Regions from separate parts of the Mus musculus genome. Here regions 1 and 3 are each linked to region 2. Evidence: chromatin contacts called from public Hi-C and Micro-C data. All regions are on one chromosome and are shown on one strand. Each heading gives the region's core, a stretch centred on a gene start, on an enhancer-like site or on the middle of the called end of the contact. The rest is flanking DNA. Distances are from core to core; before and after follow the strand shown. Region 1 holds the start of Ctdnep1 (CTD nuclear envelope phosphatase 1). Region 2 holds the start of Alox12e (arachidonate lipoxygenase, epidermal). Region 3 holds the start of Slc2a4 (solute carrier family 2 (facilitated glucose transporter), member 4).

Evidence for each region. A called contact is a pair of places that touch in the nucleus more often than the background predicts.
Region 1: a Micro-C map of embryonic stem cells shows a contact between it and region 2, with 2.5 times the contacts expected there. The contact joins the promoter of Ctdnep1 here to the promoter of Alox12e in region 2. A contact is called at or near these places in 1 of 484 Hi-C or Micro-C datasets (embryonic stem cells), 2 of 115 datasets of contacts at active chromatin or transcription factors (bone marrow-derived macrophages and microglia) and 1 of 9 other capture datasets (liver).
Region 3: a contact with region 2 is called in a Hi-C map of CD8 T cells, with 2.9 times the contacts expected there. The contact joins the promoter of Slc2a4 here to the promoter of Alox12e in region 2. A contact is called at or near these places in 1 of 39 promoter capture datasets (liver), 1 of 484 Hi-C or Micro-C datasets (CD8 T cells) and 1 of 9 other capture datasets (adipose tissue).

Annotation. Positions count from the first base shown.
Region 1 is chr11:69,978,990-69,983,578 of GRCm38.p6, forward strand. Ctdnep1 (CTD nuclear envelope phosphatase 1) reads left to right here and starts at 2,179. Exons shown (of 8, transcript NM_026017.2): 1 at 2,179-2,596. The coding sequence starts at 2,495. It overlaps Elp5 (elongator acetyltransferase complex subunit 5), which reads right to left and starts at 2,246. Exons shown (of 9, transcript NM_018740.2): 1 at 2,218-2,246; 2 at 1,225-1,573; 3 at 1,010-1,070; 4 at 841-921. The coding sequence starts at 1,270.
Region 2 is chr11:70,320,550-70,325,129 of GRCm38.p6, forward strand. It overlaps Alox12e (arachidonate lipoxygenase, epidermal), which reads right to left and starts at 1,981. Exons shown (of 14, transcript NM_145684.2): 1 at 1,773-1,981; 2 at 1,136-1,337; 3 at 883-964; 4 at 679-801; 5 at 487-590; 6 at 181-341. The coding sequence starts at 1,907.
Region 3 is chr11:69,945,305-69,949,863 of GRCm38.p6, forward strand. Slc2a4 (solute carrier family 2 (facilitated glucose transporter), member 4) reads right to left here and starts at 2,886. Exons shown (of 11, transcript NM_009204.2): 1 at 2,645-2,886; 2 at 1,264-1,380; 3 at 982-1,154; 4 at 765-889; 5 at 534-649; 6 at 259-421; 7 at 1-152. The coding sequence starts at 2,677.

The DNA of each region.
Region 1 (4,589 bases), core at 929-3,428, 340 kb before region 2:
GGTCTACAGAGTTCTAGGACAGCCAGGGCTATACAGAGAAACCCTGTCTCATAAAGCCCAAAAAAGTGTGTGCTATTACAGTGATCTTATGCCATTTTTTTAAATTGAAGAAATCTTATAAATTGGACATGTGGCATGTAACATAGTCACAGCATAGGGGAGGATGAGGCAGGATATGAGGCTGGGAGTTAAGAGGTTACTGTGGACTACACAGTGAGTTGTAACGCAGCCTACACCACATAATGAGATCCGCCCCATAATGAGATCAATTAAAAAAAAAAAAAAACAACAACCAAAAAACAAAATGTCCTTTTCTGAGAAAAATAAAATAAAATGGGCAAAAAAGTTCTATCCAAAGGTTAATTTAGCCTACTACTCTTTGGAATTAGTATGTTCCTTTATCCTGCCTTGTGTTTTCAGTTCAATTCTAGCATCTATAGTCTTGAGCCTTATAATAAGGCCTAGAACAAACCAACTCCAAGGACACTTATATAAAAGATGATGACATCAACTTTAGAAGAAACTCAAGTGTTTCTTGGTTGACTATGCATTAACGTGCAAACATTAAAGCCAGAATGCTTATGTATATACAGCAAACTATCTAAGCGTTTACTGCTCTCTTTTGTTGAGTGAGCAACAGCCTCATTCATGTCCCTTCAGTCAAGCCGGCAAGCTGGTGCTAAAGTCTCTAAAAAAAACCCATCTCGCTAGTCTTTTAATTTTTACTGTTCCAAACCCTACGATACCAGTTTCTCCACAGTATGAGATTCTGTGCTGTCTGTTGAAGAGACGTCCTTAGCAGCTGTAGTCCGAATGAAACCTGTTTTAATGTATACTCACCGGCTGTTGACATCAGAGTCGAAACCTTCGCGAAACTCTTCTTCGCTCACTTCACAGCCCAGAACGTGGACCTGCTCCCCACTAAGGCAGAGATGAAGGAAATATATTGAAGAGTGGGGGTACCGGCTCCCTTTCCGGGAAGGAGAGGAGAAACTGTGGGCTAACTCACCGAAGTGCAGATTTCTTGATAAGAGCCTTCAGGAGACTACGCCCTTCCCACTCCACGGAATCTGGGGAGAGCCAAGGATGGGTGAGACCTACTGAGCCCTCAGGGCTCCGACCACGACTTCCACCCCTAGCTGGGTATCCATCCCCAGCGGGTCCTCCAGGCTCCCGCTCCTTCAGCCAAGCCCAAGGCTACCACCGCATGCCTTGATCCCTCACCTCGCAAAAGCACCAAACCACCGATGGCCAACAACGAGTCCAGCATCTCTGACGCCTCAGGACGCCTTCTGATGTCGTCACCACCGAGGAGGCGGGGCACTTACGATTGCTTCCAACCTTAAAGGACCGCAAAGTCCGGAAAGAGGAGCCTGGTTTTTTTATGCTCCGTATTCTCAGGGGGCTTACACGGAGGGGCCGCTCCAGAGTCTCTGTACACAGTCCTAGAGACAACATCCTTAATCTACTCTTGCACCATGACTGGAGCCAGAAGGGCCGTTGGAACAGTTATCAGTGGGATGGGGACAAGGACAGAGGTCTCACGAGCTCCAATCCCGAAGAAGGTTCGAACCTGGGAATAAATGATGTCACTCGGCCCCGCCCACACGGCGCCTGGCTTCTCTCCAGGTCCCGCCCCGCAGTAACCTAGTGCGCGTGCGTAACGCTGCACCCCGGGGTCAGAGCAGAGAGCTTTCCTTAACTTTCCCCTCCCTCCTCAGAATGAATTGAGGGAAACAGCAATCCCGGGGAAGTGAATACACGTCACTACCGGAAGTAATGTCAGAGGGGAAGAGGAGGAGGGAAGAGAGGAGGGAGCCCTTTGGGCGGTAAAATGGCGCCTGTCAGAGTGGGAAGCCTAGCTGCAGAGGCTGCAGCCCCGCTCCTCAGCGGCTAAGCGATCCTGACCTCGGGGAGGGGGAGGCCACTCCGGCCCAGCGATCCGTGCCCTTCGGCTCCCCCTCCCCCTCCTCCCCAGCTCCTGCGCCCAGGGGGCCCCCGAGAATCGCCGCGGCCCACCGCGCGCCGCCGCCGCCCCCGCCCGCCCCCTTCCCGGGGCAGACCCCTAGCGCGCCTGCGCAGAAGGCCACCCTTCGCTTCCCCCTTCCCCTCCCATCTCCCTCCCTCCCTTTTCCCTAGCCCCCTCCCCCACTGCCCCCTCCCCCAATTCTCCATCCCCTTCCCTCCTGGTCTCAGAGGACCCTGTCCTAGCCCGACCTGTTTCGGCCTGCAGCCCACGCGAAGTCGTCGGTGCCACTTCCCGCTCATGTGGGCCCCCGCGGGCTGCCCACGCCAGTCCCCCAGTTCCCGGTTCCGCTGGGCTTTCCCTTCGCTGGGGGTGGCTTTCTAAGCCACCCACTCCGTGCTCATCTCTGCAGCCTCTCCTGCCGCTCGGGGCCCCCGTTCCCCCTCCCTGCGGCGGGGGGCTGCCCCCGGGGGGCTGGCGGAGCTGGGCCGCGGGGGCCCCGGGGCCGGCGGTGCCGGGGTCATCGGGATGATGCGGACGCAGTGTCTGCTGGGGCTGCGCACGTTCGTGGCCTTCGCCGCCAAGCTCTGGAGCTTCTTTATTTACCTTTTGCGGAGGCAGATCCGCACGGTGAGTTTGCTTGGGTGCTGCCAGTGGTGGGGTCCTCTGTCCGCGGTGCTCGCGGAATTTTGGATAGTGCTGGGCCTCTGCTTTGGGCCTAGGAAGGGAGCCTTGGCCAGAGCTTTACCCGCTGGAGAAGTAGGACACCTTTAAGCAAGGTTCAGCCCTTAATAAAAGAACCATGATTTTTACTGGGTTTGCTTTCTTTCTTAATCTGCCTAAATGGGATAGGATTTGGCAGTTCTCGGGGGCTAGAATGGTGCTCTCCTTACGAAAGCTAGAGTTGTTGCTAAAGAAAGAAGAGGCCGGGAACACCTGTTTGCTGGTAGCCAGAACTATTGATATGGGCTTTGGAAAGACCCTCCTGTTGAAAGTCAGACTCCTTTGTCAGTGGTGTGGGTGGGTAGAAGGGCATATGGAGCAGGAATTGGAACTTGAGGAAAAGCCTTGGGTGTGAAGGAGCTCCTCCAAAAAGGCTCTGGAATTCTCTAGCTTGTGTGTATGGGCTTATTATTAAGACCCTGGGACAGAAAACGATGCTTTTCCAATAGGCATCTTTAGTTGTCAGATGCACATTAAAGTTGGGTGTCTCATTAGACAAGCTGGCTGTTAGCTGGAGAGCTTGCATCTGAAGGTGGGCATGTTTCTCCAGGCGACTCTAGCGATTATGAAGGGATACTTGGAGTGTAGAGACTGTTTGGATGAACCCAGGTATCTCTGGGTTCTCTCCCTCAAGCTTTTCTCCAAGGTAAACATTGTTTCAGCTACCATTCCTCCCCGCCGCCCCTGCCCCCAGCCCTGGCTGTCCTGGAACTCACTTTGTAGACCAGGCTGGCCTCGAACTCAGAAATCCACCTGCCTCTGCCTCCCCAGTGCTGGTATCAAAGGCGTGCGCCATCACGCCTGGCTTACCATCACTTCTTAATGAACATGCCCTCTGGAGTAAATCTCCTGAAGTCAGATTCTGGGGGGAAATGACTGAGTAGCATGCAGGCTTTGGCAGCCCAGGTCAGAATTCCCAGAAGGACCTTGGTGGTTCTGGTAGAAGAGGTGACTGAGGTGGCTTGGACTTCAGTTCCTTCTCTAGCAGTCTGTTTATTTCTTCCACTTCCTGCTTTAGGGTGAGGATTATTTTGGATGGTGGCTATAAGCAGTCCTAGTCTCCTGAGATAAAATAGGATCCATAGGGTGTGTGAGGCTGGCCAGGTGTGGGCCTAACTCCTGAGGTTTTCTTTATGCTCTGACCTCTCATCCTCTTTCTGACCTTGCTCTGAGAACCCTCCCTCTTTTCACAGCTCCTTTATTTATTTATCTATCTATTTATTTATTTTTGAGTGTGGGGACTAGTGTCCAGCCCAACTATGGAAAGACTTCCTAAACTGCGTTCTTCTGTAAGAAATCCCCCGACCCCACAGCCTTTTGTCCTCCCCTCCCTTCCAGGCTGGTTTCTTCCCCACGCCCTCTCTGGCAGAAACTTGGAGCATTCCCTCCATGCCCAGCATGTGCAACCCGAGATAGCAGGGCAGGACACCCGAGCTGTTTCAGCCCTCCTCACAGGCTCAGGGAGAAAGGAAGGGCAGATGCCTTGGGATTAGAGAAGAGTGGGCCTTTTGGTTTTCAGGCAGGGACTGTGTGGCTTAGGACCTAAGGATGGACTGAAGAGCATTTGTATGTTAGAAGAAAAGAGCAGAGGAGGGAATTGCCAGGCTTTGCGTAGAAGCTCTAGGGATTAGGAAATGGCTTCTGGAGAAGTCTTGGAGAAGGCGAGCTGGAAAGCTCAAGGTGGTGCTGTCCCTGTCCCCTCCCCACCGTTCTGCAACAGTCCTCACCTCACTCTGGCTTTTCGCTAGCCTGTTAGCTTAGCAAGTAGAACTTTTTAATGCTTTCTACATTTCCCTGGGCACCAAGATAAAGAGGCTCTTCAGAGATTCACTACAACTTGTGACTTGGCTAGTAGAAACAGAAGCAGACAGGTGGCTGGTTAAAATAGTCCCAGTGGCCC
Region 2 (4,580 bases), core at 731-3,230:
GTATGCTAACCTTAAAAAATGATCTAAGAAAAGAAATCCTAAATGCAGATAAAGGAGGGTATTGATGATGGAGTCACACAAGGAGAGGTGGGGGGGAAGGAAGCAAGGAAAGGGAAAGAAATCGGTCAGAACCATGGGGATGGGGTTGGGTGCATAAGCTAAACAGAGGCAGCTCAGCACCTTGAGCTCCTTCTCCAGCTGGGTCTGTACGTCTTCCATCCCTGGAGGCAGGACCAGCCGGGCTGGAAGGCGCATGGACCGCCTCAGGAGCATGGGGTTTGCACCGTTGAGGAACTGGTACCCAAAGAGAGCATCTTCCTTCCAGGAACCACGGACCCGCTCTGAAGACATCCGTTGAGAACACAGTGTGAGCTCTAAACGTGCCCTCCAGCCAACCCATCATCTCCTGCCCTCTCTCCCCAGTTCTCTCGGATAGCTGGGTTGGAATTCTGATTAAAGAGACTTTAGGAAATTGTGGTCACTGACCAGGCAGAGCAGTCTTTGTATGTGGGAATACTTTCTGGTAATCTTCCAGCTTTTGTACACGACTTACAAAATCTAGAGTCCCCTTAATAGCAAAGTTCTTCAACCTGTGCAAAGAACACCGTGCAAGAAGATCAAGAAAGAGCCCACCTTACAGCTTAAGGCGAAACTGCGCAAACTCAACCAAGTACTCACTCTTTGACCAGAGAGAGGGAAAAATCTAAATCCTTATCCTTCATGAATCTCTGGTTCCGGGGGAGGTCCCGTTCAGTACTCCCTGCTATAGGCAGGATTAATCCCTCCTTCCAGGAGCCCCACCTGGGGAACAGATACGGAGCCTTACGTGAGACAGTGGGTTTGGAGGCTCTAGAGGGCGATCGACAGTTTTCTTGAACTCACCGATACACATTCCTTCTGTTCTCCAGCTCCTGCTCTCGATACTTCCTAAACAGGTTCTGAGTGTCATCAGTTACCTTCAGGGCTGGAAGAAGCAGACACAAAAGTGTGTCCTCTTAGGGCACCGCTCTGTGCCCTCCATCTCATCCTTTCTCGTCTCCCCCGCTCCCCTCTATCTCTAATCTTTTCTGTAATTTATTTCATAACAAGCCCAACGACCTCCTGCATCCTTCAGCGGCACCGCCAGAGTCCTCACCAGTGCCCTCGGTTAGGCAGATAGTCTCCTTGCCCTGCACCCAACTGTAGCAGGGGAAAAAGGCTTCTCCTTGGGTCCCAGGGCCCTGCACAGTGATGCTCTTGCAGAACCAGTCAGAATCCAATAGGCCTTTCTGTTTGCGCAGCTTCACCGCCAGGAGGCGCCCTAGATGCAAGGGGACGTCGACCTCCAGCTCTGTCTTCTGTGGGATAGGACACAGCTCCTAAGCAAGTCTGGGGTCCTCCGTGTGGGCAGCAGTGTCAGTGAGCCCTCGGAGAAGCTTGGCTTTGGCTCCAATTGCCCTTCTAAGAAGCACTCAAGGAAAGAGACCTGAACCGAGTGGCGTCGAGGAAGGAGCGGGGCGCTCTGCTGGGCTCCAGGCTCCTCTGTGCACCTGCAGCGCTCCCCAGTGTTGTCTCATCCCCGCCCCCTCTTTCTGCCCAGCCCCTCTCTCCTATTCCTTTCTCTGTCCCCTTTTCTCGCAGCCAGCCCACCTGCGCCTGCTATCACTCCCGGATCACCTTCTCAGTGGTTCTCTGGGATCAGGCTTCCTCCCCTCCCCACAGTTCCCAGAACCCCTGCAGAGTCTCAGATCCCCGGTTCTCCGCGAGAGCCCCACGTAGTGGCCGGCACTCACCCTTCCCAGCAGTGGCCGCAGCTGCTTCCCAAGGTCCGCCTCTCCATGCTCGCCCACCAGCCACAGATGCACCAGGTTGGCGGAGCCCGCAAAAACCGAGTCTCCAGTGGCTACGAGGATCTTGTACTTGACCATCTCGGCTGATCCTCTAGAGGGACCTGGGGGGAAACTGCTCTTAAGAGGATCTGAGAGGCTGCCTCCAGAGAGTCACACCTAGACCAGAGTTTGGTGTATTTGAATTGCCCCCGCCCACTCAGGTCCCTCCCCAACTAAGGAGCAGGTATCTGATTCTCACCTTCACTGTCTCTAGATGGTTTGCCAGCAGTTTCCAAAAATGCATCCCTACCTTGTTTTCTTGGCAAGGGCTTCATGCCCAGCCCTGAGCTAAGCACATCAGCTAGCTAAGTCTCACGCCCACCCAATTTTAGTGGAAAAAAAAAGCGCAGCAGGCAGTGATGACAGCAGTAGAAAGGCTTTGGGTGGGGCGCGCTTTTCCGTGGAAGTGAGCTTAGCATCTTGGCAAGGACCAAAGAGTTTTGTTGTTGTTTTTGTTGAGGACAGGTGCAGTAGAGGTGTTCATTGTTCAAACTGGAGAGCCCGAGGAGGGAGTTTGGAATTTCCCTATAGTCTGGAAGTTTCCATTGGACCTCCCTGAAACCTGATCTTTGAAGACAAAGCTTTAGGCTGAGCACCCATACTGTGGACAAACTGCAGGGAAGGGGACAGGGAAAGGAACAGGAGAGAGGACTCTCTTCAGGACTAAGTCTTCCCACCACATCTCCCAGAGTTCGGCCCCCCTTCCTCCTCAGAGCGAGTACAGGGGTATACCTCTCTGTCCTGTGACACTCCTGCCTCTGTCCAGGTGCTCCTGTGCTCCTGTGGACAAAAGTCCCTGAATCCACAATGGATTTTGCTTAAGAGCTAACTACTTAACTAACTGATCCCTTGCCTCGTGGTCGAAGAGTCCGTCAAAACATGCGGCTGAGAGCCGGGCGTGGTGCACGCCTTTAATCCCAGCACTCGGGAGGCAGAGGCAGGCGGATTTCTGAGTTCGAGGCCAGCCTGGTCTACAAAGTGAGTGCCAGGATAGCCAGGGCTTCACAGAGAAACCCTGTCTCGAAAAAAACAAAAACAAAAACAAAAACAACAAAACAAAACAAAACAAAACAAAAAAACATGCGACTGAGACCTGAATCTAAAAGTATAGATGTACTTTCTCAGACAAACGGGGGGGGGGGGGGGGGGAGGACACGGACTTGCCATTAGTTTATAGTGGAGCGGGTGCTTGAAGGATCTTGCAGAACAAACACTAAATGCAACTTGTCTAGTTCTTTACCAGTTTTCCCTCAGCCTTTCTTGTTGTTTGTTTTTGGAGACAGGCCCAACCCCTTTCTTGTGTTCCTTTCACTCCAGGACCCCTGCAGAGTCCCAGGTCCCCAGGTCTCTGTGAGCCCAGTTGTGGTCCTGCACTCGCCCTTCCCAGGAGAGCTGAGACAGCCCTGGTTGTCCTGGAACTCACTCTGTAGACCAGGCTGGTCTTGAACTCAGAGAGATCCATCTGCCTCTGCCTCTGCCTCTGCCTCTGCCTCTGCCTCTGCCTCTGCCTCTGCCTCTGCCTCTGCCTCTGCCTCTGCCTCTGCCTCTGCCTCTGCCTCTGCCTCTGCCTCTGCCTCTGCCTCTGCCCCTGGGTGCTGGAATTAAAGGCTTGTGCCACCATGCCTGGCTTTTTATTTTTTAAACAGTTATCTTGGCTACTTCGCATCAGTATCATGGCAGGGCTTTTTAAATGCATCTTGCTTATATAGTCAGAGAATATTCTATTTGATTCTAATTTTAAAAATATAGCTATGCTACCATCCCAGTGCTAATATTTGTTTATGGGTTGCACAATTTTACAATAATCATAGTTCACGTATCCCCCCATTGATACATGTTCTCATTATACTCCATTTAGCCCAGGCTGCCCGGAATTGCAGTTTTTCCATGACAGGCTCCAGAGTCCTGTGTTCTTTCTCATGGGGTGTGTGTGTGTGTGTGTGTGTGTGTGTGTGTGTGTAGACCAGAGAAGAACTTTTGGGAGTATCTTTCTCTATTGATCCCTACCTTATTTCCTTGAGACAAAGCCTCTCACTGGCCCAGGAGTTCACCATTCTGTCTAGGCTGACTGGCCAGTGAGATCTCAGGACCTGCTCATCGCTACTCCCTGCGTGTGCTGGGGTCACAGGCACTCAAAGCCATGCCTAGCTTACTTTGTGGGTCTTGAGGGTTGAAATGTAGGGCCTCCTGTGGCCCTCTTCCCCAGCCTCAAACAACTGTTCTTAGCAGGCATACAGTTTACCAGGCAGGCACTGAAATGTCACACTCTCTCCTTGCTATGTGCATTTGGCATGCTGAAGGCACATGTGTCAGTCTTTTTGGAGGAGATAACACGGTAAGTACCCCAAAAGGTTAGCCCGAGGGTCTGGACATGGAACGATCCTCAAGAGCTCCTGTGTTCTCCACCTCATCGATGCTCAGAGGTGGAGGTCTTCGGGAGGTGACTAACTCAAATTCCTACCCTGACTCTGAACTTTCATTTCTTACATTTGAGTCACCCATCCGTCTGCCACGGCTTAGGCTTCATTACCCGCAGTATTGAGCACAGTGTATTGTCCCTTCTGCCTGTGTCATCCCCCTTTCCCAAGGACAGCAACTGGAAGGAGAAGGGAGAGAAACCACCAGCTCCTGGGGGGTTTTCCAGGTTCTGTGAGACCCACTTGGGTTCCAAGAGATGCCCACAAGTTCTTCCAACAAAACTCCCCTTGCTGC
Region 3 (4,559 bases), core at 1,636-4,135, 370 kb before region 2:
CACCACTGCGATGATCAGAGGCTGCCGGTGGGTGCGGCTGCCCAGGAGCTGGAGCAAGGACATTGGACGCTCTCTCTCCAACTTCCGTTTCTCATCCTTCAGCTCAGCTAGTGCGTCAGACACATCAGCCCAGCCGGTCAGGCGCTTTAGACCTGGGGGAGGGGAATGTCAGGCTTTAGGGAACCCGAGAGGAGGCCCGGTTACTAGCAAGATGGGGTGGAGGTATGAGCCTGGGCTAGATACAAGGTGAGGGCTCACTCTTTCGGGCAGGCCCCTCCAGGTTCCGGATGATGTAGAGGTATCTGGGGCTCTCAGGACAGAAGGGCAGCAGAATCAGCTGCAGGAGAGCAGGGAGTACTGTGAGAGCCAGAAGCAGTGGCCACAGGGTAGCTGTGCCCAGCATAGACTCCAAGCCCAGCACCTGTAGGAAAAGACAGGAAAGAGGAAAAGTGACTTTGCTCTTCCTTCCAGCCCAAATGCAGGCGTCCTCTCCAACTCCTACTCCAGCTCCCCACAAAGCCAGGTCTTTTTACCTGGGCAACCAGAATGCCAATGACGATGGCCAGTTGGTTGAGTGTTCCCAAGGCACCCCGAAGATGAGTGGGGGCGATTTCTCCCACATACATGGGCACCAGCCCTGATGTTAGCCCTGGGCAGAAGGAAGAAGAGAGAGCCGAGGATAGCTGCATATTCCATATAGAAGCTCATACACATACATTAAGGAGAGCAGAGGCACAGAGTAGAGCCATAGCACCTGTGGGTACCTGAGTAGGCGCCAATGAGGAACCGTCCAAGAATGAGTATCTCATAGGAGGCCGCGGCATTGGCTAGGCCCATGAGGGCGCCCCCCAACACGGCCAAGACATTGTTGGCCAGCATAGCCCTTTTCCTGGCAGGCACACAGAGAGGAGGGCTGGTCACGACACCCATGCTGTGGCCCTCCGTCCTACTCCTCCCCTCCTCTGCCCTCCAGCTCCATACCTTCCCAACCATTGAGAAATGATGCCAATGAGAAAGGAAGAGATCATGCCACCCACAGAGAAGATGGCCACGGAGAGAGCCCAGAGCGTAGTGAGGGTGCCTTGTGGGATGGAATCCGGTCCCCCAGGACCTTGCCTACCCAGCCACGTTGCATTGTAGCTCTGTTCAATCACCTGGTTGCGAGGGAGGGGGGGGAATATGGGAGTAACTCTAGAGACCTTTCTCTTTCCACTGCCTGATATACCCCGCCCACCACACCCCAACAGCTGGTAGGTCACTCACCTTCTGTGGGGCATTGATAACCCCAATGTTATAGCCAAACTGAAGGGAGCCAAGCACAGCTGAGAATACAGCTAGGACCAGTGTTCCAGTCACTCGCTGCCGAGGGGGTTCCCCATCCTGGACAGACAGAAACAAAGGAAGGTATGTCATGTAGAGTCATGTTTGACTTCCTTCAGGGGCCCAGGCCTAGCTGCAGCATGAAGATTCTGGGCTCCATCCAACATACTGGATGAGAGAAAGTGGGCCATATTAGGAATTGTACAAAGATCTCACTGTAAACAGAACGCCACAGGAACCTGGGCATGTAGGAAAAAACCGATCTCTGTGTCCACACCACAGGCAAAAGTTTGAGGATCTGGACCTCAAAATTCCCCTGTGACCTTGAGACAGACTCAAGACTTGTGTGACCTTGGGTAAGTCACTTCCCCACTCTAAACTGAACCTGGATTTCCTCTTCTGTCAGGTGATATTGCCTCCCTCGGCTACCTGTCAGTCTGTGAAAACACTTGAAAAATCAAAATCAACTATAACAGTATCCCAGACAGTGCCTGTTTTATAAACTAATATAAATAATGTTTTAACATCACCTCTAGCCCTTGTCTCTTCCTTCTGGAAGTTCTCTCAGCTTGCTCCAGTAGGCCGTAAACAGGCCCAAGAATGGCTAGTCCAGAAAGGGCGTCTGGGTCATTGCTTTGGGGTAGCCTTTTAGGTCTAGGCCTAGCCAACCCTCAGCTCCTAAACTGGGACCAAGTACTCGGGGATGTGAGGGGGGATTTTAGCAGGGAGAGAGAGCCATGCCCAGGGGAAGAGGAGGGATGGTAGTGAGTGGTGTGAGGGGCGGTGGCAGTGGTGGCTACTGCTGGCGGCACAGTCTGTCTCCAAGAGGAAACCTGAGCTGGGGGGGGGGGCTGACACTCCCCTCTGCCCCTCCACCCACCGCAAGGCCGAGAGAAAGTTCAGCCTCCTGGAAGACAGCCAGCAGTGGGGGTGGGGCCCCCGAAGTGCTCGGGTCCTAGAAACACCGTAAATCTGAACAGCTCCGGGAAGGGAAGGCGAGACTCTGGATCTACCATTCCAAATAGAGTCGTGGGCAGAGTGTCACCCCATGCAGTGCACAGTAGGCTAGGAGACAAGTTCTGGATTCCCGAGAATCCAGTCTCTCAGCCTGGGCGCGTAAAGAGTCTCTCGGACCCACTCTGTCTCTTGGCGGGATTGGAATTTGACAGTCACGGGTTGTCTAGGCTGAATATAAATAGCCAGCCCCCCATCTCCAACCCCTGCGCCTGCGCAAGAACCGCCTCCTAGCTGACCCCAACCCCAAACTCAGCCCAAGAAAAACTGGACCAGATTTCCCAATTCGCCCCGGTATGCTGAACCTTACGTCAGAGCCGATCTGCTGGAAACCCGACGGCATCTTGTTTTAAAAGAAGAAAAGACTCAGGCGCTGCAATAAGAAAAAAATGAATAGGGTATAGGGTCCGGGCCTGGCCGGCACGAGACCCCGGCGTTCGGAAGCCGTGTGCAAAGGGCGGGTCTGGTGGGACTCACTGCCACAACCCACGGAACCGGAGAGCACCAAGGCTCTCCGGGATCTAGTGAGACCCGCTTGAGGGGGAAAGATGCGGAGAGCTGAAGCCACCTCCCCACTCCCGCCCCGCCATAGGACACGCCCTTCACAACACCCATTGGCCAGGAGCCCGCACACCCCAAAAGGCCACGCCCCCACCCCTAGCCCTAGTGCTGGCTGGGGAGACACGCCCCTAAGGTTCCCGCCTGCTTCTGAGTTTTCAAAGTAGGGTCCTTGGAACAAAAGGCTCTTCCCGCCATCCAAAATCTTGGACTGCGAAATTTCTGAAAGAATTGAGTGCAGCTGGTCCCCCTGAAAGGTCGAAGAGGAGGGTATGGGCTACATGTACTTGCCAGGGTACGGGGTAACTCCAGCAGGATGACATAGAGCCCGCGTGTGTGTGTGTGTGTGTGTGTGTGTATGTGTGTATGCCCCGAAGTAACCCGGAGTGGCTATTTTTAGTTCCCACGTTAGGCTCCGCCAAATGTCAGGTCCCGGGTGTCCCAGCCTGTCCCAGGCGGGGGAGGGCAAAGGAGATGGAGCCTTAAAGGGTCCGCGACACGCTTCCCACGAGGAGATGATCCAAGGGACCAATAACTTCCGTTCCTAGTGTATCTGGAGACCATGCCTGATCGTCCTTTCTTTCCACGCATCTCTGGGCGGCGCGCTGCCTACTGGCCCATCCCCTCCACATAGTCTCTACACTGGTTCTTGGAGGGGACCCAAGGGACAGGTGCTCACGCCAGTCACACCACCCTCCCTGAAGTCCCTGAGCCTCCAGGCATGTGCTGGCCGCGTGGGCGACAAGCTTTCCAGAGTCAGCTACTGTTTTGGGTCTACAGCTGAGAGGGCACGACCTAAGCACGTCCAGGGAGAGAGCTGGCGAAGAATGTGGAGAGAGAGCTCAATTCAGAAAAAGGCCCAAGAGAAGTGCAAGGCTTCTGGCGCCACCTAGAGGGAGAGCGAGGAACCTTAGTGGATTGCACCAGGGTAGCTAACTTCTGGGGTGGCTCTCTTCTATTAACCCTTCCCCTGAGAGCTCAATAACCTACAACCCAGCCCTCTATGGAACGCCAGACCTGAGTCTAGCTGCCGCCAGAATGGTACCGTTTATATGACGAACACGTACAAGTATGGACCTCCTTCAAGTTCCTTTTCCCAAGGAGCTAACCAGTCACTTTCATGGTGTCTTCTCAATGTTGGTGTTTTGACTTCTCTTGCACATTGGTTTTCTTCATCCGTACCACTACCACTTTATTCTGGACTATCCTGTCATGACTGCTTTTCTTGCTTCTCCTCTTCCCTGAAGAGGAGGGTGGAGGGGCAAGAAAGATGGCTCAGCAGATAAAAGCATTGACTGCTCTTCCAGAATCAGGTTTGATTCCCAGCACACATGTGGAAGCTACAACCATCTGTAACTTCAGTTCCAGGGGCTCCAACACCCTTTTCTGGCTTCCACTGGCCCCAGGTACACATGTGGTACACAGACATATATGCAGGCAAAATGCCCATTCACATAAAAAATAATAATTAGGGGCTGGTGAGATGGCTCAGTGGGTAAGAGCATCTGACTGCTCTTCCAAAGGTCCAGAGTTCAAATCCCAGCAACCACATGGTGGTTCACAACCATCCGTAACGAGATCTGACTCCCTCTTCTGGAGTGTCTGAAGACAGCTACAGTGTACTTACATATAATAAATAAATAAATCTTTAAAAAAATAATTAAAAA